2 separate regions of the Sus scrofa genome follow, and region 2 is linked to region 1. A link is a contact called in public HiChIP or PLAC-seq data. All regions are on one chromosome and are shown on one strand. The core of a region is the stretch at or near the end of the contact, and the rest is flanking DNA. Distances in the headings are between cores, read along the strand shown.

Evidence for each region. HiChIP or PLAC-seq counts read pairs in DNA pulled down with a chosen protein or histone mark.
Region 2: an H3K27ac HiChIP or PLAC-seq map of alveolar macrophages shows a contact between it and region 1. The contact joins the promoter of MSANTD4 here to the promoter of LOC100522887 in region 1. A contact is called at or near these places in 1 of 5 promoter capture datasets (liver) and 1 of 2 datasets of contacts at active chromatin or transcription factors (alveolar macrophages).

The regions. Positions count from the first base shown.
Region 1 is chr9:35,183,219-35,188,977 of Sscrofa11.1, forward strand. It overlaps LOC100522887 (caspase-13), which reads right to left and starts at 2,573. Exons shown (of 10, transcript XM_003129812.6): 1 at 2,228-2,573. The coding sequence starts at 2,234. It overlaps CASP1 (caspase 1, apoptosis-related cysteine peptidase), which reads right to left. Exons shown (of 8, transcript NM_214162.1): 7 at 5,416-5,525; 8 at 4,848-4,946. The coding sequence ends at 4,848.
Region 2 is chr9:35,837,908-35,843,638 of Sscrofa11.1, forward strand. MSANTD4 (myb/SANT-like DNA-binding domain-containing protein 4) reads right to left here and starts at 1,672. Exons shown (of 3, transcript XM_005667291.3): 1 at 1,568-1,672. LOC102162684 (a long non-coding RNA gene) reads left to right here and starts at 1,909. Exons shown (of 5, transcript XR_002335618.1): 1 at 1,909-2,157.

The DNA of each region.
Region 1 (5,759 bases), core at 1,323-3,822:
CAAATTCAGGGGTTCAGAATCCAGAGTCCTCATTCTTAAATCACCGATTTACTTGACATGATACGTAATGAGAAGTTACATAAGAGAATAGTGATTTAGGGACTCTGAAAGCTGGGGTAAATTTCTGCAGGTGAGGTCACAAAAGGCTCACATGAGGCATGGGACATTCCAGAATGAGGGATCAAACCCGTGCCACAGCAGCAACACCACCAGATCCTTTCCTCTCCAGACTGCCAGGGAACTCCCCATCCTTCCTTTCTTAATCACTCTATGACTCTAATAAATCTACCCTTGTCCCTTTCTAGTTTATTCTTCATAATGAAGCAAAAATCAGTATTCTAAAACTCTAGATTTAACCATGAAATGTCTCGGCTTAATCTAATCTAGGCCTTCTCATTCAGCCTCATCCTCTGCTGCTACACCTGCCTTGATCATTACATTTAAACACTTTGCCTTCTTTAAGGCTCTAGAAACCCTTTACTTTGGAATCCCTATGTATAGTTTCCCACACAACAGCAGTTTCTGTTCCCCAACTGCTCATTGTTTTTCTTCAGGTCTCAGATGACATGACACTTCCTTTAGAAAATTCTCCCAGATGCTTAAGACCAGACAGAGTGCCAGAGGTATTTATTCCCAGAGAAACACTTAGAGTTGTTAATTAGGTAACAATGGCAACCAGACCTGTTAGTTTAGGTTTATTGAATCCCTTTACTTGTTTTTGTCTATTGCTTCTTTCAGTTTCTCATATCTATATCTCTTATCTAATGACATCCTGGTTCCAATTCAATAATCTGGGTAAAGACATGGGCAGTAGTATTTAATATACTACTCTAAAACCAAATGCTGTATTAGTATCATGAAGAGGATAAGAAAACAGTCATTAGCAAGGAGTATGAGTGGGATGAATAAAGTAATTTTTTAAATGAACTTGAAATCTTGCTTTAGAGGGATTAATGGAAAAGTGAATAAATATATTTTGAAAGTAGGAAAACCTAACAAGTTTGGTCATTTTTTAAAAAGGCAATAGGGAGCCATTTTATGTTTTGGAGTAAGAAAATCACATTAGTAGACACCTAGAATGTAAAAACTGAAAGATAACTAACAGATCATCTTTCCTAACAAGGCTAATCTGCATACAAATCTAGGCTAGCTATGTAAGAATTGTCTATAGATCTTAAAAGATTATAAAATCCTGGAGTTCCCATCGTGGCGCAACAGAAATGAATCTGACTGGGAACCATGAGGTTGCGGGTTCAATCCCTGGCTTCATTAGTGGGTTAAGGATCCAGTGTTGCTGTGGCTGTGGCATAGGCTGGCAGCTGTAGCTCCAATTGGACCCTTAGCTGGGGACCTCCATATGCTGGAGGTGCAGCCCTAAAAAAAAGATAATAAAATCTTAAGTCTATTTATGTTTGAATAATTCAGGGTTAAGAAAAGGGAAATCTATTTTTTTAATGACTACAGAATATTAAGATTTGTTGTAAGATTTAGAAAGCACTGATCTAGTTGAACTTTTCCTTTTCAAATGAGGAAAATGAAACCAAAAAAGGAATATAATGTGCTTGAATACCAGCTGCAGAAATAGCTAAGGACTCCATCGCTTATGCTTTTCAGCTTCTGCATATGAGATATGTGACCAGAAAGCAATGGGAAGGGTGGGTTGGAGATTAAGTCCTGGAGAGAGGGAGGCCAGTTAAAAAAGTGTGATAGCAATCCAAGAAATATTGCTATGGAGCTGTTAGCAGCAGGGCTAGAAATGGGGAGACAGTGGAGTCACTTTATAAAGACCAAGAGAATAATTCAATACAGGAGATGGCAATGGGGGTGGGAATTCAGAAGCCGGCTTATGGGAACCACGTTTGTGGAATCAAAAGGGAGTCAAGAAGATTTCAGAGTGTATTTAGCAGTTTCAGAGTTATTCAACATATAAATAACTTACTCCGTCTTTTAACTCTGTTTAACCCCACGCCTTACCTGGATTATCAGAAGCTATAGAGAAGGAATTAACTTCTTCCTGGCTCTGAGATATATGGAGACCATACTCTCCTTCATCTCTAAGCCAGTATCCCCCAGTTCAAGTTACACAGAGCTAATGAGGAGAACAATTTAGCTTGCATAGGATTGGCTCACTTTCATTTTGTTATTTCAGCCTGTCATAGAGCAATAAATAAAGTGTTTTCTAAGACCCAAGTTCCTGACCCCTCGCTAGAAAAGGACCCCTACTCACCAGCCATAGGTAACAGCCTCAGTCCCTTCCTGCTGCCTTGAGGAGAGCACAGGCTTGAAAATGAAACTACTAATTTCCTTAGTTCGGGAGGCGGGGACTTCTAATCATAGATTGGGAAACTGCTGCTCAGAACTTCTGGGTTCCCTGCCGGGAAGTCCCCTGTAGTCAGCAAGTGGATTTCTTCCTCTAGGAAGAAAAAAATTGACCAAAAAAAAAACATAGCCTAACCTACTTTGGATCGGTGGAGTGTTTTCTCCCTTTTCTTTTTCTTTCCTCATTGCCTCACACTTCCCTCTCTCTCTCTGTTCTTCTCCTTCTGATCTCTCAGTATTCCTCTGCTCATCTAAAAGTGATTTCATGAAGGAGTTAAAACTAACACGTCCTCTTTACTTCCGGATAAGGATTACCCAAATAACTTCCGTTTTGTTTTAACTGTGCTGATCGCGGTGGTAGCATCCCCTCCCCATCTCCCTATCCTCTTAAACTTCTATTGGAAATAAGGTTTAAACCCTGTCTCCACTCCTTTCATGCTTTTCTTTAACTGCCTAAGCTTCCCTTACGTTTAATTTTCACGGAGAGTGACTATTACCTTCCTTTGGTTGTATTCTGGACTGACCATAGTAGCAGTCTCAGGCTGTAGTAAAATGCTTTTGTGATACTACAAAAAGAGATATCCAGAAGAACAGTTAGTGAAAGGAAAAAAAAAAAAAATAAGACTGTTGACATGCTCAACTTTGAAGGTCTTCAAAGGGTCAGAAATTCACCTTCAATTTTACCGAGTTAGGATTAGAAAGGACTCGTATTTAGAAGTGAAAGAGTAGTTCTTTCAGCCCTCTCCAAGCTTAACTTTGTTAAGTGAACATTCACCCCAAACTCATTATCAGTGCACCACACAGGGACATCATTTTGCATACAACTCACCGTAGGATTTATTCATATGCTGTGTTGACTTAAAAAAAAAAAAAGTACAACCTGAAAGTTGACAGTTAAGTTTTATTTGGGGCAAAATTAGGACTTCAGCCCAGGAGACAGCATCTCAGGTACCCCTGAGAAACTGCTCCGGAAGCGAGAGAGGAGCTGAGGAGCAAGGATATATAGGAATTTTTGCAACAAAGAGCAGGGAGCTAGAACATAAGAGGCCTGGGCTCACCAAAATCACTCCTTTGATTTGCACCTCTGCTATCAGGGCCAGTTTTCACAGCCTGGGGGACTCACCAACTCTCACCTTGGAGGTGACTGCATTCACAGATGACTGAGACATTCTTTGTTTTATCCTAACTATAGCCAGGGTGGCTCTGAATACCACCCACAGAGGAAAGGAGGGTTAACAGGATATGATTAAAGTGAGGGGAGGTGCATGCAGCCATGCATACATTTTACAAAAGTTTGTTGCTGGTCTCCTGAAGGTTACTACTAGTCACGAGGAGCAGACATCAATCACCATGAAAGATCTTAGTGTTTTTCTAGATATGAGGAGATGCAAGAATTGTGCACATATAATCTTCTAAAAATATGTGACTATCTTAAGACCTATTCTTCCAGTTTTCCCAAACCACAGAATGCTTCGCTCCTAATTTTTACCCTGAGCTCTGCTCAGGGGGTACTGCGGGACGGCAGCTGCAGTAGCTTATGATTTAATCCATGTAGAGGCTGATGGCAAGTTCCAAACTTCAGTTCACAGCTGTCCTATACTGTCTGGTGAGTGTTAAAAGTTTGTTGACTCTTTTCTTCTCAATCAGACTCAACTACTGGGTACCTGGAATTGAATCAAAATTGCTTTGTATTCCGGGAATGCCTTAAGGAAGGGATAGAATTATGTAAATTGCCATCATGGCTTTGTCAGTGATAAACTCAGATTTGTACAAGTTATTTATCACATTACTGTCTCTGAATCTCTCTTATTGAGCTTCAAATACTTTGAAGTCAGGTACCTCCTGTATTTTGCATCTGTGTCCCTAAAGCAGAAAGTCGAGCAAATGGTTTCTGGAAACAAAGAATGGTGCTATTAGCCAGTTCAATTCTTATAAATACTCCAAATCCATTACTTGCTCCAAGTTCCACCCCCTTCCTTCTCAGAATGGTGGGAAAAAAAAAGACAGCTTTCCATTTTTATTTCAGATTTATTGGAATGTTTAAACAAATGTCTGTTTTCTGCTAACGTGATTCCAAAACAGGTACAGAGTGACAGAACTCCTGGCTTCCTATAGGAAAAGGAAATAAAACAAACATAAAAAAAGAGTTCCTCTAAAAGAAATGCAAGTTATAAAATCACTCTATCAAGAGGTTACACACACTCATGAGAGGGAAGAGCTCATATTATTTCTAAATTTGCCCTGCTGAGGTAAAGGAAGGAACATCTAAAACTGAGCTTTCATCATCTTATGGCCACCTCTCGATCTTTATCAGCTAACCTTGTGAATGGCTCCCTAAGTCGGCAGAACTTTGAGAGAAATGTGGTGTGGTCTGCACTGAACAGCATCAAGGCATCCTTTCATTATCTCCCATTGATTATACTAGACCTTGAGACCTTGACAAGGATGTAGTTCTGCAGTTTTATCCCAGCTTCGCCCCACCCTCACTACACACATCTGTCCATGGACACTGATACAACTTACTTATTTTAATATCCTGGAAAGAGGTAGAAAGATCTAGTCAAAGTCACTCTTTCGGCAGTGGGCATCTGCGCCCTACCATCTGCCAGCTCAAATGAAAATCGAACCTGAAAGGAAAAAAAGGTCTGTAGTTTTTCTTTGGCTTTTTTTTTTTTTTCCTGAGTGAAAGGATTTTCACCTATGGTGGAAAAATTGCAAAAAGTAGAGCAGAAATAAATGATAAAATAAATGAAAAACCTGTAAAAATCACAACAATATGCATATATAAGCATAGAATGATCATATGTTTAAAATCTACTTCCAAATCTAATAGTAATGGGCACAGGCAAGTTAAAATCCACTCGTCTATTCAGGACAATAGAGGAGTTAAAATAAATGATTGTTTCCTAGGGCTTGTTTTCTAGCTCATAACAGCTTGGAACTGGCTTCCAGGCTGGCGAACTTACCTAAGAACCTCAAGACTCATTGAAAAGATAGGCATTTTTAGAAGATAAACATGTCCAGAGCTGCTCCCTCTGGTTTCCGATTAGATTAGTCAAACAAGGAAGTAGAATATAAGAAGTATCTAGTACCTACCTTTCGAAAAATTTCCTCCAGGTCACAGGACCAGGCATGTTCTTGCAAAATTTTGATGAGTTTAATAATAAAAAGAGAGCCCAATAAGGGATGTCGCCAAGAAACATTATCTAGGAAGAAAGCACATTCTAAATGTCATGCAGGGTCTTGCCTGGCCATCTAGATGGAGCCCTAGGATTTATATTCCAGCTGAGGCAGACTATTGAGTTCCCACTGTTACCTACATACTGTATGCCATGGTTATGTGAATATATTCAACATTCAGTGTGTATATTTTCACTTATAAATTATTAAAGTCCTATAAAATATACTGTATATGGTGCAGATGTTAGGGCAGCACACTC
Region 2 (5,731 bases), core at 422-2,921, 650 kb after region 1:
TAATGACAGAAATAAAAATCCTTTTAAAACTATGCTTGATTCAATATACTCTTAACATTTTGGCAGCAGCTGTTGTTGTTTACATATCCTGTTTCTCCCAACAATTTGTAATTCTGCATCTCTGTCCTACAGAGGTGATATCCCTCTGTGCCTCACTATTCTATGCTAAACTGTTGAACTATTTCATTGACAAAATGCACTTTAATACCCATTTGTAACCTCACTGAAATTGACATGGAAATGTATCTTAGATTTCCCCTCAGTCATGACTTAATTGTATGAAAATCACAGGTAAATGTTAAGACGGTAGCCAAATCAAAGTAACCCTGAATTGAAACTTGGTAGCTACGTTGACATGAGTAGAAGTTAAGGTATGTTTCTAGGAATTTCTTTTTTTCTGTCTTCTCCTCTACATTTTGGTACTCAGCTTGGGTTTTCATCATTAATTACCCAATAATTCACTCAAGTATTTACTGAGCTCCTACTATGTGCCAGGCACACATTTTTAGTGCTGAGGCTCTAAAACCTCATCAATTATGAAAAGATGCCATTTTAGATGTCAAATACTATCACTTTTATATTGGTTGTCTTATTCACCTTTACAGAGGAGAATTCAGAAGTTGCAACCTCTAAAAATTCATAGTTCTTCCATGCCCAAACACAGAGAAGAGCCATTTTCCTGAAACTCCACCCACAGTCATTCTTTTACTGGTTGGAAAGTATAAGTAGTTCACTTACATAATCCTTGTGATGTACCACCAATGGCATAATATATCTGAGCAATTTTTTTTTTCAGGGACTAACACTTGAGAACGACATTCCTAAATATTGCATGATAAGACGGAATCAAGAAGTCTGAGGAAAATCATGTAGTAAACTCTGGGTCCAAAACATTTTTTTAGGTAAACTCATTAGGCTGTTCAAGAAGAAAACATCACAAAATCTAAAAACTTTCCCCCACCCCCTCCCAATCCTCTCTGAAGTGTGCTCTCCCTCTTCCCACCAACTCCAAGCCCTACCCTCGCCACCATCTTCTTAGAGGAAATTCATCGCCCTGCCGAATAGGATGCTCTTCTCTATAACTCGTGGTAGATAAATGATTAAAGTTTACTCAAGTGTCGCCTGTTACCATATTAATAAAGTACCTCTCACTCCTCACCTCTTCCTTTGGGGCCGCTCTGGTACAGCCCCTCGGGAGCATGCAGGAAGGCTGAATTCCCAGGAGGCCACCTAGGAGCTGGGGCGCGCACCTGACTAGGCCACAGCCAACAGCTGCACCTGCTGGGACGTAAGGCAACCTGGAAGAGAGTCCTCTCTCCGCAAATCAGAGTCCCAGGGCGCCTGGGAACTTTAGCAGCCTTTTTGCAGCGGCTTGGGCCCCTCCCTACCCTCTCAGGTCAGGCGGCAGCTGCGACTGCTATTTCTCTTGAGTAACGTAGCCTGCTAGCTACGGAGCCAGATCCGTTGCGGCAGCGGGAGACAGAGTCCTAACACTGACCTAGCTGGCACCAACCGTCCGCGGAGCCGTCCCCTCCCTCGCAGCCTCCTCAGGGACACAAACGCTCACCTGAGACCCTGGCAGTACCTCCCCATGGTCGCCTCAGAGGTGGGGGGGGCGGGGTGACAAAAAAAAAAAAAAAAAAAAAAAAGATGCTTCATTGATTCCCCTCCCACCAACTTCGCCCGCCCGCGGCCCTAAACCATTGGCTGGCGCGGGTGGCGCTCGTTAAATGAAGCTCATCCATTGGCCTGAGGCGTAGTGCCATTCTGGCTGAGGGCCCGCCCTAGGTCCAGCCTCACAATGGAAATCGAGTCCCAAACCGTTCCGGGTTACTGCCCTGAAATTCCGCCCCCTTGTTACTAGTGGCCTCCGGTTCTACGCTCAGTCTTTGGCGTGCGACTCTGTCAATCAAGAGGGCTCTAGGAAAGGATTGGCCACTAGCAATCAGACGGCTGCACCATTCAGCCTGATTGGGATACAGACCGCTCCATCTCCAAACTCTACTCCTATCCCTGGACACTTACCAGTTAAAAGGGCAAAGAGGAAGTAGCACCCTTGCTTTGCTCCAGCTGTTCCTAGCCCAGCATTCCTTTCTGCTCAGCCAACTGTGACCAAGTTTGGCCTCAACCGTTCCTCTGAGACTGCCCCTGCCAAAGGTCACTGGTGATTACCCTATGGATAAATCTAAGCGACACTTTCTCGGTTTTTATCTTACCTCCTCAAAAATATTTGACTTGTTGACCTTTCTTCATTGGTTTCCTTAATGCTTCCCCTGGTTTTCCTCCCTCCCAGTCTCTACCCTCTTTGCAGTTGCCTCTCTCGCTGCCATCTGGTGTAACTAATGGGTCTGTCTTCCCATTGTCTTCCTATTGCCTTTGTTAAGGCCTGTTTTGAAATCCAGAATTACATCGGTAACATCCTTACTGGCCTGTCTGCCAGTACCATTGTAGTCCATTCTTCACAACTTAGGCAAGAAAGGCTGCCTGAAGTTCTTTAGTGGAACCACATTCATTTTATGATAAAATACAAATGCTTTACAAGAATTTCTTCCGTTTTTTCCTCAGGCTTCATCTTTCTAAAGCATTCCTCCCTACACTTTTCCTAATTCCTTACCCTAATTATTTTATTTCTTTCAGTTCCTAGACTTGGCTTTGGGACTTCGTTTGCTTTGCATAGTTTCCACCTGGAATGATTTCTACCTGCCTCTTACCTGTTATGGCCCAGGATCAAGTTACTTTCTGAAGGAAAGTTTCTTTTCTCTCCATTCACCCTGTCTCCACTTCCAAGTTCTCCCTCTAATGTAGCTTTGCCAGGTAAAAGACAGGATACTCAACTAAAAAAAATTTTTTTTTGGGGGGGTCTTTTTGCTATTTCTTGAGGCCGCTCCCGCGCCTTATGGAGGTTCCCAGGCCAGGGGTCGAATCGGAGCTGCAGCAACGCGGGATCCGAGCCATGTCTGCGACCCACACCACAGCTCACAGCAATGCCGGATCGTTAACCCGCTGAGCAAGGGCAGGGACCAAACCTGCAACCTCATGATTCCTAGTCGGATTCGTTAACCACTGCGCCACGACGGGAACTTCTCAACTAAATTTGAAGTTCAGATAAATAACATAATTTTCACTATAGCTATGTCCCATGCAATATTTGACACCCTGTATTTTTATTTGCTGGCCACTTACTCCAGGATGCTCCATGGTAGTCAGTACCTTTCCTCTAATACATCTTACCACATATTCCATGCAGGCAGGCTTTCTTGTTCACTGTTGAAATTTCCTTGCCTACCACAGTGCCAAAAATACAATACACACTTGAAAGAGATTTGGCAAATATATAATGGATATTCTGGGTCTATCATGAATACTTGCTTGATATTCCTCAAGGAACTTTTGTCCACAAAATAGAAGTACTTATGAAATATGCTCTTTAAAATGTAAAACTAATCTTTCATATATTTACTTAAACTTTGTGAAAGAAGCGTGTCTATAATTTTGCCTAAATAGGACAAAAAAAGTTTCTTTAGATAAATATGAGAACTTTTATTTTGGATTTTGTTTATAGTGGATGTTTTTTGGGTGAGTACAGTGAAAGGTTAAGAGAACTATTCATCTTTATTATGACCAGACATTCTCTCTGATTCCCCTGAGTCTGTCTATTCCTTGAACGTATTTATTTATTTCAGTAACAGGGTAAAGGCCTAATAAGTCGCTAAGTATTAAAGAACCATCTGCTTCCATATCATCAACTCTTTAAGCTTTCTCCAATTAACCTATCTCCTCGCCGACTGCAAGGTCTTTTCCAGATACTGTCACTATTTTTTCTCATTTATATCTTGTCTGGGCGGACATGGACCAAGAAGGGAGAGATTAAAGGTAATCCAGAATGCCTAATATCAGTACTCCATTGCCGACCTGGTAGTCTGCTGACTGATTTGATTTTGTTAGTATTTATTTCAGGCTGGTGATTTGACTTAATGTTTATTCTACAATTAAGGTTTTCAACTGAGGTAGCCACAAGTCAGATGATCCCTTGAAATGTGGCTACCAAACTGAATAACTGAATTTTAATTTATTTAATTTTAATTAATCCTAATTTAAAAACTGACGCTTAATTCAGTTACTGCATAATATCTAAGTATGTTTGGAAAACATGAGTTATGTGATCTACTTTTTCAATGTAAATTTTTTGAAATTGAAATAGAGATTGAATATTTCTGATAAAAAATTAGCATCTGAATTGAGATGTAAAATATATTCAGGATTTCTAAGATTTATCATAGAAATGTAAAATGTCTCATTGGTAATTTTTATACTGAGTATAAGTTGAAATTATATTTTGCATAATTGAGTTAAGGAAAATATGTTCTTAAAATTAATTTTACTTTGAATTTTTAACTTTTTAAAATGAGAATAATAGGAAATTTAATCTTATACATGTAATTTTTGTTGTGTTTCTATTAGACAATACCATTCTAGACTGTGCCTGGCCACAACTTATTAAGTGTCAGAATTAAGAGTTCCCGTTGTGTGGCAGCAGAAACAAATCCAACTAGGAACCATGAGGTTGCAGTTTCGATCCCTGGCCTCACTCAGTGGGTTAACGATCCGGCGTTGCCCTGAGCTGTGGTGTAGATCACAGATGAGGCTCGGATCCTCCATTGCTGTGGCTCTGATTTGACCCTTAGCCTGGGAATGTCCATATGCTGGCAAGTGCAGCCCTAAAAAGCCAAAAATAAAAATAAAAGTCTCAGAATTAGAATATGATAGTTAATTAAAATCTTTCTGGAGTTCTCACTGTGGTGCAGTAGAAATGAATCCTACTAGTATCCATGAGGATGCAGGTTCCATCCCTGACCTCACTCAGTGGGCTTGGGGATCCAGTGTTGCCGTGAGCTCCTTAGATCCTACGTTGCTGTGGCTGTGGCATAGGTGGGCTGTAGCTCCAATTCAACCCCTAGCTTGGGAACTTCGATATGCTGCGGGTGTGGCCCTAAAAAGAAAAAAAAAAAAAAAAAAAAGCTTTCAATGCTTATTATTTAACCAAAGGGAAAGAAAAAAATCACTTTTCCTATCTTTCCCTCAAACACAGTTAAGAAAAAATAACCAGTGAATGTGTTATAACCTATATTATGTAGCAACAAATGCGCTAACTATCATGCTGTTTTCAGTCTCCATTTTTGCCTTTGCACATGCTATCTCTTCTTCCTTTGCACACGTACTGCTTCCTCCTTGTCTTATCCTTATGACACACTCTTAGTCTCCTTCAAAACTAACTCTTCCCTGACAAGGTTTAGAACAGATCAACTTTTCCTTTTTCATGTGAGTTTTACACTTACACATATTCTATTTAGATATGATTCAGTATTGCTATTACCTTTTACCTTTTTATCTTCAGCACTTAGCACATTACCTGGGACTTATTCTGGAAAAAAATGTATTTGATAAATTGACCTGAATATTGACAAAAGAAAACTCACTCTGTTTTGTCCTCTGTGATAACATTGCTTGCATTTTTCATCATCCTCAAGTAAATTATAATGGTTTGTAAAATAACATTAAAAGTTTTTCACCAGCAAATTTCATGGTTCTAAAAAATACTTTGAATTGAAAGCCAATATGTTTCCTATAGAAACTGTTGCAATTAGTTTCCTTTAGATTTTGTTTCCCTTATAACTGAGAAAAATAGGAAGTGTTAGAATACAAGCTATTTTCAAATGGGAATTATTATAAT